Linked DNA regions of Sus scrofa: all the other regions are linked to region 2. Evidence: chromatin contacts called from public HiChIP or PLAC-seq data. All regions are on one chromosome and are shown on one strand. Each heading gives the region's core, a stretch centred on a gene start, on an enhancer-like site or on the middle of the called end of the contact. The rest is flanking DNA. Distances are from core to core; before and after follow the strand shown.

Region 1 (3,381 bases), core at 309-2,808, 200 kb after region 2:
ATTTAAATTAGAACCTTGGAGTTCCCGTCCTGGCGCAGTGGAAACGAATCAGACTAAGAACAATGAGGTTGAGGGTTCGATCCCTGGGCTCACTCAGTGATTCAGTGGGTTAAGGATCCGGCATTGCGATGAGCTGTGGTGTAGGTCTCAGACGTAGCTCAGATCTGGCGCTGTCATGGCTGTGGCGTAGGCCCGCAGCTGCAGCTCCGATTAGACCCCTGGCCTGGGAACCTCCATATGCTGTGGGTACGGCCCTAAAAAGGACAAAAGATACATACATACATACATACATAAGAACCTGAATCATGAAGAGTTCTCCAAGTGGAGAAAAAAGGCAGACAACCCAAGAAAGGGAAGAGAGCAGAGGTTTGAAAGGGCCTTGCATATTTGAGAAATCAAAGCGGGAGACACCTGGCGTATGGCAACGATAACAGTGGACAGTATTTTAGCTAATCTTATAATGTCCACAACAGAGGACACATTATATTGAGCTTCTCAAAGCTAAAAGTCCTTTTCAGAAACTTTATAGTTGTTTGGTCACTTGTTTTATATGCAATTAAGTTAGACTATGTAATATAAAATAAAGTTTACTGGACCTACTATCTTCACTGCAAAGGAAAAAGTATGAACAAACTTAATCTGTGTGTTTCATCAACTGTAGATTATGTGTATTACAGTCAACCAAAGTGAGAATACTGCTACCAAACGTCTCAGCCCCAGGTATTATTCAAAGAAGTTAAAACCAAAGATCCTCATTAGTGGGAAAGAGTAGTCTGGATGCAAAAGGAGGAATGGTCTAACCCAAGTGCTTGTTTTGTAGCAGCTACTCTTCATTATGAATTTGTGAATGGACTTGCATGTTGTCACAATTAATCTGCACTTATTACTATGTTCTCAATCAATTCATCTCCCTTTTGTCCACATCACTACTGTCTTTAGGACACTTACCTATGTTTTAACCCCAACTCAATTACTTAACTACTCAGATTAATTCCAGGATATTCAGGGTATTTTCAGGAAACCCTGGTGGGGGCTGGAGGCTCTCGGACGTCCATACAGAAAGAAAACCTTAAGAGCTCATGAGCCTATGTGATCAGTTTAAAAATATTTAAGCACAAGACTGGAGAGCTGGTGGCCACCGCCGTGCTTTTGAAGTTTTGCCTTTCTGGGGCTTGCGGGGTTCCAGAGAGAATGTGGGGATCCCTGAGGAGGGCGGGGCCCTAGGGATTCCCACAGAAGGTCAGAGGGTCAGAGGTCAAAGCTAGGTCTAAAGCCAGGGGGGCGGGGCCTTGACTTAAGAACCAAGAGGCAGTTTTGTGGGCCCGGGAGGGTAATGAGGGCCGCGGCGACACGGACAGACTCACAGTAATATGCCACCACAGGGTCCCGCTTGTCATGCTCCTGAGCCGTCCTCAGATGATGCTGAATGCTCTTAAACTGCGGAGGCAGCGGGGGCAGCGGAGCAAGCGCGGCCATCTCCACCCCAAGAACCACCACTTCCTACTCGCGCGCCGCCGACACTTCCGCTTCCGTCTTCGGAGGGCGCGCGCAAGCACGGGCACAGCAAGTCCCGCCCATTTCCCTGTTGCTCAGCAACAGCAGGTCAATTACGGGTTCCCAACAGGGACAGCCTCCGCTTGTCTGGCTCGTAGCAGTTTAGTGCCCCGAGGAGGCTGAGCAGCTTCGCGGTTAAGCTGCTTATGGCACCAGCGCTCTCTGCTGGCTGCTGGCAGAAGGGAAAAGAGATTGTTTTATTTTCTTTGTTTCCACCCTCGACCCCCCTTTTGTGTCAGAAGATAGAAAGGGAAAAACAAAAAGAAAATAATGATTGTTAATTGGCAGAAAGGGTAAAGGCGTGAATTGCCTTTGGCATCATTCAGGAATTTTCTCTTCCAGTTCCTCAGGTTGTACTAATAGAGTCCCTAGAAGCCTTTCCAATTTTAGAAACTTTAAATGCAATTCTTGCGTAAGATGAGAGATGATGTGTTTAAAATGTTGAATTACACTTTTTTGTGTTGACACATTGGATAAAATAACCAGCCGCTTTTTTAACTTAAATACTAAACACGTTAAGCTTAAAAAAAAATTGAACTTTTTTTTTCTGAGCTGGTTACCACAAACACTAGTGAATGAATAATTTGTAGGTCGGTAGTTTCTGGAGAGTGATGAACTATTTGCAAAGTCTTTTGACAGTTATTATCTTGTGATTGCACAGATAAGGCGTTCAAATAATAATTCTTGTTCAATGCTGCCGACTCGTACTTTGTAGGTAGGCATCAACTTTTCCCATCACTGTTACCATCAGTGACATCAATTATTTTTCTCTCCTCTCCATCCTATAATTTTTCAGGACTTTACTCTTTATTTACCTCCTCCAATACCCTTCATCTTTATTTATTTTATCTCAGTCCCCAGTTTTGAGAGTTCATCTTAAAACTAATTTTCATGGAAATTGCACCATCTCAAAGAAACAAGATCTCAAGCTCTGAAATTTCCATCTGCCTATTCTCTAATCCACACTCCACCCATCCTATCCCACCCGTGACCTCAGCAGAACCTGCTCCTTGTCCTGTATAACCTCCAGTCCACATCTTTTGTCTATCCATGTTTGCAGACTACATCATCTTATCAGGAGGCTGCCTTTTTTCTTTTTTTTGCAATGAACTGAATTCTGTATTCTCCCCAATTTCAGCAACACATTCATTACCACTTGAGAACGTGTGTACTGTGGACTGAATATTTGTGTCTCCCCAAAATTTGTGTGTTGAAACTGAATGCCAAAGGTGGGGCCCTTGGCATATGGTTAGGTCGTGCACACAGAGCCTTCATGAATGAGATGAATGCCCATATAAAAGGGACCCCACAAGCTAGACTGTCCCTCCACCATTTGCAGATACAGGGAGAAATCAGCAGTCTGCAGCGTGGAGGAGGGTCCCACCAGAACCTGACTGTGCTGGCACCCAAATCTTCACCTTCCAGCTTTCAGAGCTGTGAGGAACAGGTTTCTATAGTTCATAAGCTGCCCAGTCCGTGGTATTTTGTTGTAGCAGACCGAACAGACAAAAATAGTATTTCTTTCTCCTTCTCTATTCCTACTATCCAGTCGGAAGTTGCTGAGTTGGTAGAGAAATTAATGAAGCAAAGCAGAATGGCATAACCATAAATGTCATTTCTCTGTCCTTATGACTTCTCATTTATTATTTTCCTATTCTTGATTCTCAACTATGGTTGTCCTTAAAGTTCACCCCAGAAATTTTTTAAAAGCTCCTATCTAGGGAGTTCCCGTTGTAGCTCAGTGGTTAACCAATCTGACTAGGAACCATGAGGTTGCCGGTTTGATCCCTGGCCTTGCTCAGTGGTTTAAGGATCCCGCGTTGCTGT
Region 2 (3,308 bases), core at 591-3,090:
TAAGTATCTGGCATTGCTATGAGCTGTGGTGTAGGTTGCAGACGTGGCTCGGATCCCGCGTTGCTGTGGTGTCGGCTGGCAGCTATAGCTCTGATTGGATCCCTAGCCTGGGAACCTCCATATGCCACAGGTGTGGCCCTTAAAAAAAAAAAAAAAAAAAAAAAGACAATGTGTCTTCTCTCAGAGAGGCATGAATGAGAGATGGCTTCACAGCTCTCTGAGTGATATGGATGCCCAGTGATTCAAAGGAGGATGTTTCCAGAAGCTTGTTGACAAGGGCGAACAGGAAATCCATTACAAAGATGAACTGAGAAGTGGAGGGGTCACTACACTGATCCAGAAGAGACCAGAGAGAGTTATTAATCGCAAAGAGAATTACTGAAACATATACCAAGAAGGTAGTGAAACCATCTGGGAACCACAGTGGCACGGCATTACTGGAGTAGGGCATTTGTAGAAAATTGGTAAGAGTGATCAGATATATAGGTAATGGACAGCCTGTGGAGGACCTTATAAGGTGTAAACACCATGAGCACCAAGCCTTGTGTTTTTCTTCCAATGGTGTAGCCCACACACAGTAGGTGGGTCCTCAAACTCTGCCAAATACACTACTGAATGCATCATGAATTACTGTGAACATTTTGAACTCTTTTGTAAAGGAAATGGGAATAAAATGAAAGGGAACTTGAGGAGAAATTAGATTTAAATTTGAAACCAATCACTTTTGAGACACCAAGCTAACTAAAAAGAGGATACATAAGAAGCGTGGATAATGTTAGTAATTCAGGCTTAATATCGTGAGTACAGTGAGGGAGGACAGAAAGTGATGGCTACCAGACAAGTGAAGATGGAATACACAGGATTTATTTAGTGACTAATTGGTACAGAGAAAATAGAAAGAAAGGGATGAATAGAAAAAAAATTTTCTGGTTTCCAACCTGAGAAATTAGTACATAATGATTTCATAAAAGGAGATAGGGAATACTCAAAGAAAAGCAGTCTTAGGTGGGGTAGGCTAACCACTAAGTCCAGTAAGAAGAACTGAGGCACCTGTGACATCTGGTACATGGGTAGGTGTACATGTTTTTGTAAGAGCTTTAGCCAGGAAGTACTCCACAGAAGATATAGATGTGGAGTTCCCGTTGTGGCTCAGTGGTTAATGAATCCGACTAGGAACCATGAGGTTGTGAATTCGATCCCTGCCCTTGCTCAGTGGGTTAAGGATCCAGCGTTGACGTGCGCTGTGGTGTAGGGTGCAGATGCAGCTCAGATCCCGCGTTGCTGTGGCTCTGGTGTAGGCTGGTGTTTACAGCTCCGATTCGACCCCTAGCCTGGGAACCTCCATGTGCTTTGGGAGTGGCCCAAGAAATGGCAAAAAGACAAAAAAAAAAAAAAAAAAGAAGAAGAAGATATAGATGTTATCTGGGATCACCTGAGCCAGAATGTAGATTTGATGGACTCATAGACATTCCCATATTTAAGTACCAGATTTAAAAAGAGAGAGAGTGCTATAGGTTTGAGAAGGCAAAAACAGCTATCGTAGAAGATGGTCTTACAGAATTCAAATGAACAAAGTTTCATAGGGGGTGTGGCCATATCAAGTATACAGAAAGGTCCAGAATGATAAAGACTGAGAGAACCCTTCACTTCGCAATGGAATTTTGGTAACAGCTCAATGGAAACTCCCTTCAGTAGCGTGGGAATGATGAACTCTAGATTTCCAGGGTTTAAAAGTGAATGCAAAAGAGGAAGCTTGGCTACGAAAGGAAGTAGAGATAGGGAGGGAGGGTTACAGATTGAAAACCTAGTCAAGTGCCCTGTGGAGAAAGAGCTCCTGAGGAGGCAGAAATTGATCCTGAACGTTTTCTGCCCATCATTCCTCCCCATCACACTTAACTTGGGCCTTCTTCTTGCACAACCTCACTTCTCCTTTAGGCAGTTCTATTTCAGTAAGGAACTTCTGAAAACTAAAAAGCCTTTAAAACGCAAAATGACTGAGGAAATCTCAGCCACTATAACATGCCAGAGAGGGGACCCTGGGGCTGAGTTCCTGTGCTTCTCTAATTACACACAATGTTGGCAGACAAAGGCTCCTAAGGCCACTCTGGCACTGCTACAATATCTCTGGAAGACGAAGGGAGATAAGGGGACAGCACTGTGGGAAAGATGTTTATAGGCTAACTACATTTCCACTGCAGTATATCAGAAAGCTGAGAGGTGGAAATAAGGAAAGAAAATCCGAAGAGTTAGGATTTAGAGTAAGATATTTAACAATTTTCTTTAATATTTCATTAGTTTCATTGCATAGTAGCGAGTCTAAACTTCATGATGAGACATCCTTGTCATGGAAAATTGTTAACATTCACTTCTCAGTATTTCAATTATTATCAACTGTTCCTTCCTGAGTACTTTGAGTTTAGCAAATTGACATTGCTTTATGAATACTTTATAAATGCTATTTTATGATAATTCAGTATAGCAACAGAAATTAAATTTGAAGTGTGTTTCAGTGAAAATGATGTGAATACAAGCGACAAATTTAATGAGAAAGGACCAGAATAGCAATCAGTGTGAAGTCTTACATTACAAATATGCCAAATTACACAAATACATAAAATATTTAAAATGTGCACAAACTTTTTATGTGTACTCAGTTCTGTTTTCAGCTTTTCTTCATAGAAAAGTCTTTCTCCCAATAAATTTTTCTAGAGGGACAGATTTACAAACCAGGAGATTGTTAAGAAAAAAGACACAATTCTTTCTCCTGGCTAATGATATATTTATCACCAAGGAATTGTTTTCAGAATGTGGCCTATGTATATTCACTGATTTTCGTGGATACCACAAGGAGTTTAAAGGTGTTTACTTAGTATTAACTGCAACACTTAAAGTCAAATTTTCTTGAAAAAATATGATTGCTAGAAATGGGCAGTTGGTAAAATCTGTTAATCTTTCCTTTCTTTGGTTCTTTCAAATCTTGCTACTGAAAAGAATCAATATTTACCCAAGTTATACTAAAAAAAAAAATCCTGACATGTAGCCAAAATTCATGTCACATCCTACTTCATGACAATCCAAATAAGTTGATAGCACTAAATCCTCTTGTGAGTTGCATTAATGGGGCAAAAGTAATTAATTCCTTTCAATTCCCTCTTTGCCGCTGTTACTACATTGAATTTAAATTTTTTTCATAAATACATTTAAAATAAAGTTAATTTTGGAAGTCATTTATGTTCACAAAGAGCATGGGCATCTTCGAAGAATTCTTTGTAAAGATAAAGTGATTTTATCTTCAATACTCAAAAAAA
Region 3 (3,342 bases), core at 332-2,831, 170 kb after region 2:
TGTCTATAGAAGTATAGAAGTGCTTCTCATAATGTTGGTACTATGTCCTCAAGGGGAACTAAATGAACAGTTACGTTGACTTGGTTGATTGGGACATTTTCTTGTGAGGCTCAATGGGGAAGACATATACAGATTAAGTCTTGTTATCTGGTTGAGGAAAATAACACATCTACTTAAACGCAGAATAAGAACATAGACGGTATTATTTTTTTTTTCTTTTTTTTTTTTACTTCTGGCTACACCTGCAGCATATGGAAGTTCCCCAGCCAGGGGTCATGTCACAGCCACTGTAGAAGCAATGCCGAGTAGTTATGTTATAGGCCACAGGGGAAGTCCAAGAACTTTAGAATTAGACAGATTTGGATCAAATCCTAGGTTCCATTAACTAGTTATTAGAGCTTGGATAGGGATCCCCAGCTACCATCATAAATTATGAGGACTAAATTAGAGATTATACATAAAATATTGAACACAGGGCCTAAAATCTAGCAAGTACTCTATAAATTATTTTTACCATATATTATGAAGATACTTCATTAAACATATATTTTATAAGAATTTATACATACAAACATAAAATAGCTCTGCAGAAATTTAGATGAAGGAAGATTATTACAGATTATTACAAGATTCAGATAGGTAAAGAAAGATAACATTTTAGGAGGGAGAAATGGCTTTAACTAAATAAAGAGACAGAGATACTTTCTGGCTGCTAACATCTATGGATATAATAAAGGGTTTATATAGGTGTTATGAACTGAACTGTCCCTCAAAATTCTTAAGATGGTGCCCTAACCCCTCAGTGTGACTGTATTTGGAGACAGGTCTTTAGAGATAACTAAAGGTTAAATGAGGTCATAAGAGTGAAGCCCCAATCCGAAAGGACAGTGACCTTATAAGAAGCGGAAGAGATCTCTCCTGCCCTGCCCCCCAACACTCTACCATGTGCAAAAAGAGAGGAGGTGGTTCTCTGAAAGCCAAGAACTGGGTCCTCATCAGAAACAGACTCTGCTGGACCTTGGTTTTGGACTTTCCAACCTCTAGAATTGTGAGAAAATAAAGAGCCTTTTCTGTAAGCCAGCTAGTCTACCATATTTTGCTATGGCAGCCCAAGCGGACTAAGATAAAAGGAGACAGGAATAGGAAATAAAGCTGGTAAAGTAGGTCAGTGCCAGATCTTGGAGAATCTTGCCTGGTAGGCTAAGGATCTTAGATCTTTCTTTGTGGGCAACTGGAAGTGACTAATGGTTTTGTAAACACTAGGACTGACATAAAATACTCCTGACTGTGGTTAGCATTAAACCATGGAGGGAAGTATGTAAAACATTTCAAAATATTGAGTGAAAAAGAAAGAAATAAAGTTAAGGCAATATACTTACAAAAATCCAATTTCACTATTATGACATAAATAACCCCAAAATAACCATATCTTAGAACAGTCCATGTTGAACATTTAATAACAACTTAATATTACATCATGCTTCTGTAGTGTTAGTAAACAGAATACAGGACTCAGAGTAAGAATTCAATTTCTGGTCCTCGTTCTTTGTGGTTCTATGACAGGCTGGCCAAGGCCAAGACCCAGGCGGAAGCTCAATTTCCTCTTTTGTAAAACAGGAATAATATCAACTGTCTCTTAGGGATTTCTGAGGGTATGAAGTATATGAAAATGATTGCTAGCCTTAAAGCACTGTATGATGCAAGGTATTTATTATTTAAAATGACTGTTAAGAAGCATTTTGTGTGAAAATGTGCTACTAAAAGATTAAACAAGGCCATATCTTAAAGTGTGCTTCCTGAATAAATAGCAAAAAACTCACTTGAAATGCTGCATCAAAGTTTGCATTTCTAGGAGTTCCCGTCGTGGCGCAGTGGTTAACGAATCCGACTAGGAACCATGAGGTCGCGGGTTCGGTCCCTGCCCTTGCTCAGTGGGTTAACAATCCGGCGTTGCCATGAGCTGTGGTGTAGGTTGCAGACGCGGCTCAGATGCTGCGTTGCTGTGGCTCTGGCGTAGGCCGGTGGCTACAGCTCCGATTCAACCCCGAACCTGGGAACCTCCATATGCCGCGGAAGCGGCCCAAGAGATAGCAACAACAACAACAACAACAACAACAAAAGACAAAAAAAAAAAAAAAAAAAAAGTTTGCATTTCTAGGGGATGAGCTGCAAAATAGTTTACACATAGTATTTATATGTAAAACTGCAGTGTTTGTTTGCTTTTTTTTACTGAGTGGCATTATAAATTCTAAATAGTCCTCTTAGTGAATGAATAAACAAACCAACCAGATGCAGAACAATGTGTATATTACCAATACTGTGAAAAAGTGGGGGTATATATTCCTATTTACTAGTAATTTATAAAAAATAATCTCTGTAAAGATATACAAAAAGCTAAAAACATTATTTACTTGTTTAGGTTTTGGTGAAATCTGGGAAGATGAAGGGGGTCGTGGAAATGAGAAACTCACTTCTTATTTTTTATATACTCTATAAATTCTGAACTGTGTGAATGTATTGCCTGCCCCGCTCCTCAAAAAATCCATCTCAGGTATATAAGAAATAAATTCAATGTTATTTGTGGTCTGAAATACTTTATAGATTATAGAAGGACTGCCTGTCCCATGTAGGGGTAACATCTGATTAGAGGAAGGAGACAGCCAAGCTATTTTGTTGACATAGAGAAGTGTTAGAGCAGTTTTTCACTTGTCCCTAAGTTTACATTTTTACACCTGACTTTGGACCGGATGAGGGAAACAAAATTGTATCAGTCCTTCCCAAAACTCTGAATAATAATATACTAAACAATTATAATTTTACTAAATCATTTCACTTAGATAAATACATACCATTATCTTCTTCAATGCCCACAGGACCTGCTTGAGGAGTCTCTCCATTCTTTAAACAATTATGAATATATGTTGCCTTCCACCTTGCATACTTTCTGTGTTTCACATTCTAAAAGAAATATTTTTATAACAACATCAAACTGCAGTAAAGAAGGCAAATCAAAATATACACTATGATGACTTATATCATATTTCTGAGATAAAACCTATTTCTCCATGGTACAGCTCTGAAATAGTCTAGCAATCTCCCCACCTTATCTCTGGATTCTACCATTGCCCGGGGCTTGACAGACTTTATGAAAAGCCATTCTTCAAAACATATAACTAGTTCTCTTTTACAGTTCTGCGTTTCAGAAAAAGTCTGCAATGGAACTATGGGAATGTCTTTACAACAAAACTTGCAACTCTTATGCATAGGAGAGAAATAAGGCTAAATGGAATTCTAAAATTAAATATAAAAGAAAACAACAATAGATTGAACTATTTTCACTAA

Evidence for each region. HiChIP or PLAC-seq counts read pairs in DNA pulled down with a chosen protein or histone mark.
Region 1: an H3K27ac HiChIP or PLAC-seq map of alveolar macrophages shows a contact between it and region 2. The contact joins the promoter of VTA1 here to the enhancer-like site in region 2. A contact is called at or near these places in 4 of 5 promoter capture datasets (fetal liver, liver and skeletal muscle), 26 of 47 Hi-C or Micro-C datasets (alveolar macrophages, blood, brain and 15 more) and 2 of 2 datasets of contacts at active chromatin or transcription factors (alveolar macrophages and skeletal muscle).
Region 3: a contact with region 2 is called in an H3K27ac HiChIP or PLAC-seq map of alveolar macrophages. The contact joins two enhancer-like sites. A contact is called at or near these places in 2 of 47 Hi-C or Micro-C datasets (embryonic fibroblasts and liver) and 1 of 2 datasets of contacts at active chromatin or transcription factors (alveolar macrophages).

What each region holds. Positions count from the first base shown.
Region 1 is chr1:22,922,303-22,925,683 of Sscrofa11.1, forward strand. VTA1 (vacuolar protein sorting-associated protein VTA1 homolog) reads right to left here and starts at 1,559. Exons shown (of 8, transcript XM_021087275.1): 1 at 1,365-1,559. The coding sequence starts at 1,476.
Region 2 is chr1:22,723,226-22,726,533 of Sscrofa11.1, forward strand. The region is part of intron 5 of ADGRG6 (adhesion G-protein coupled receptor G6); the gene reads right to left. Among named protein-coding and RNA genes, the nearest start is that of ADGRG6, 77 kb to the right of the region's middle. Within about 2 kb of position 1,841, at least 4 of the 83 cell types and tissues checked have an H3K27ac peak or open chromatin away from gene starts, as enhancers often do. A contact at or near this core is called in alveolar macrophages, where this site is marked.
Region 3 is chr1:22,888,815-22,892,156 of Sscrofa11.1, forward strand. It overlaps VTA1 (vacuolar protein sorting-associated protein VTA1 homolog), which reads right to left. Exons shown (of 8, transcript XM_021087275.1): 5 at 2,850-2,958. Among named protein-coding and RNA genes, the nearest start is that of VTA1, 33 kb to the right of the region's middle. Within about 2 kb of position 1,582, at least 7 of the 83 cell types and tissues checked have an H3K27ac peak or open chromatin away from gene starts, as enhancers often do. A contact at or near this core is called in alveolar macrophages, where this site is marked.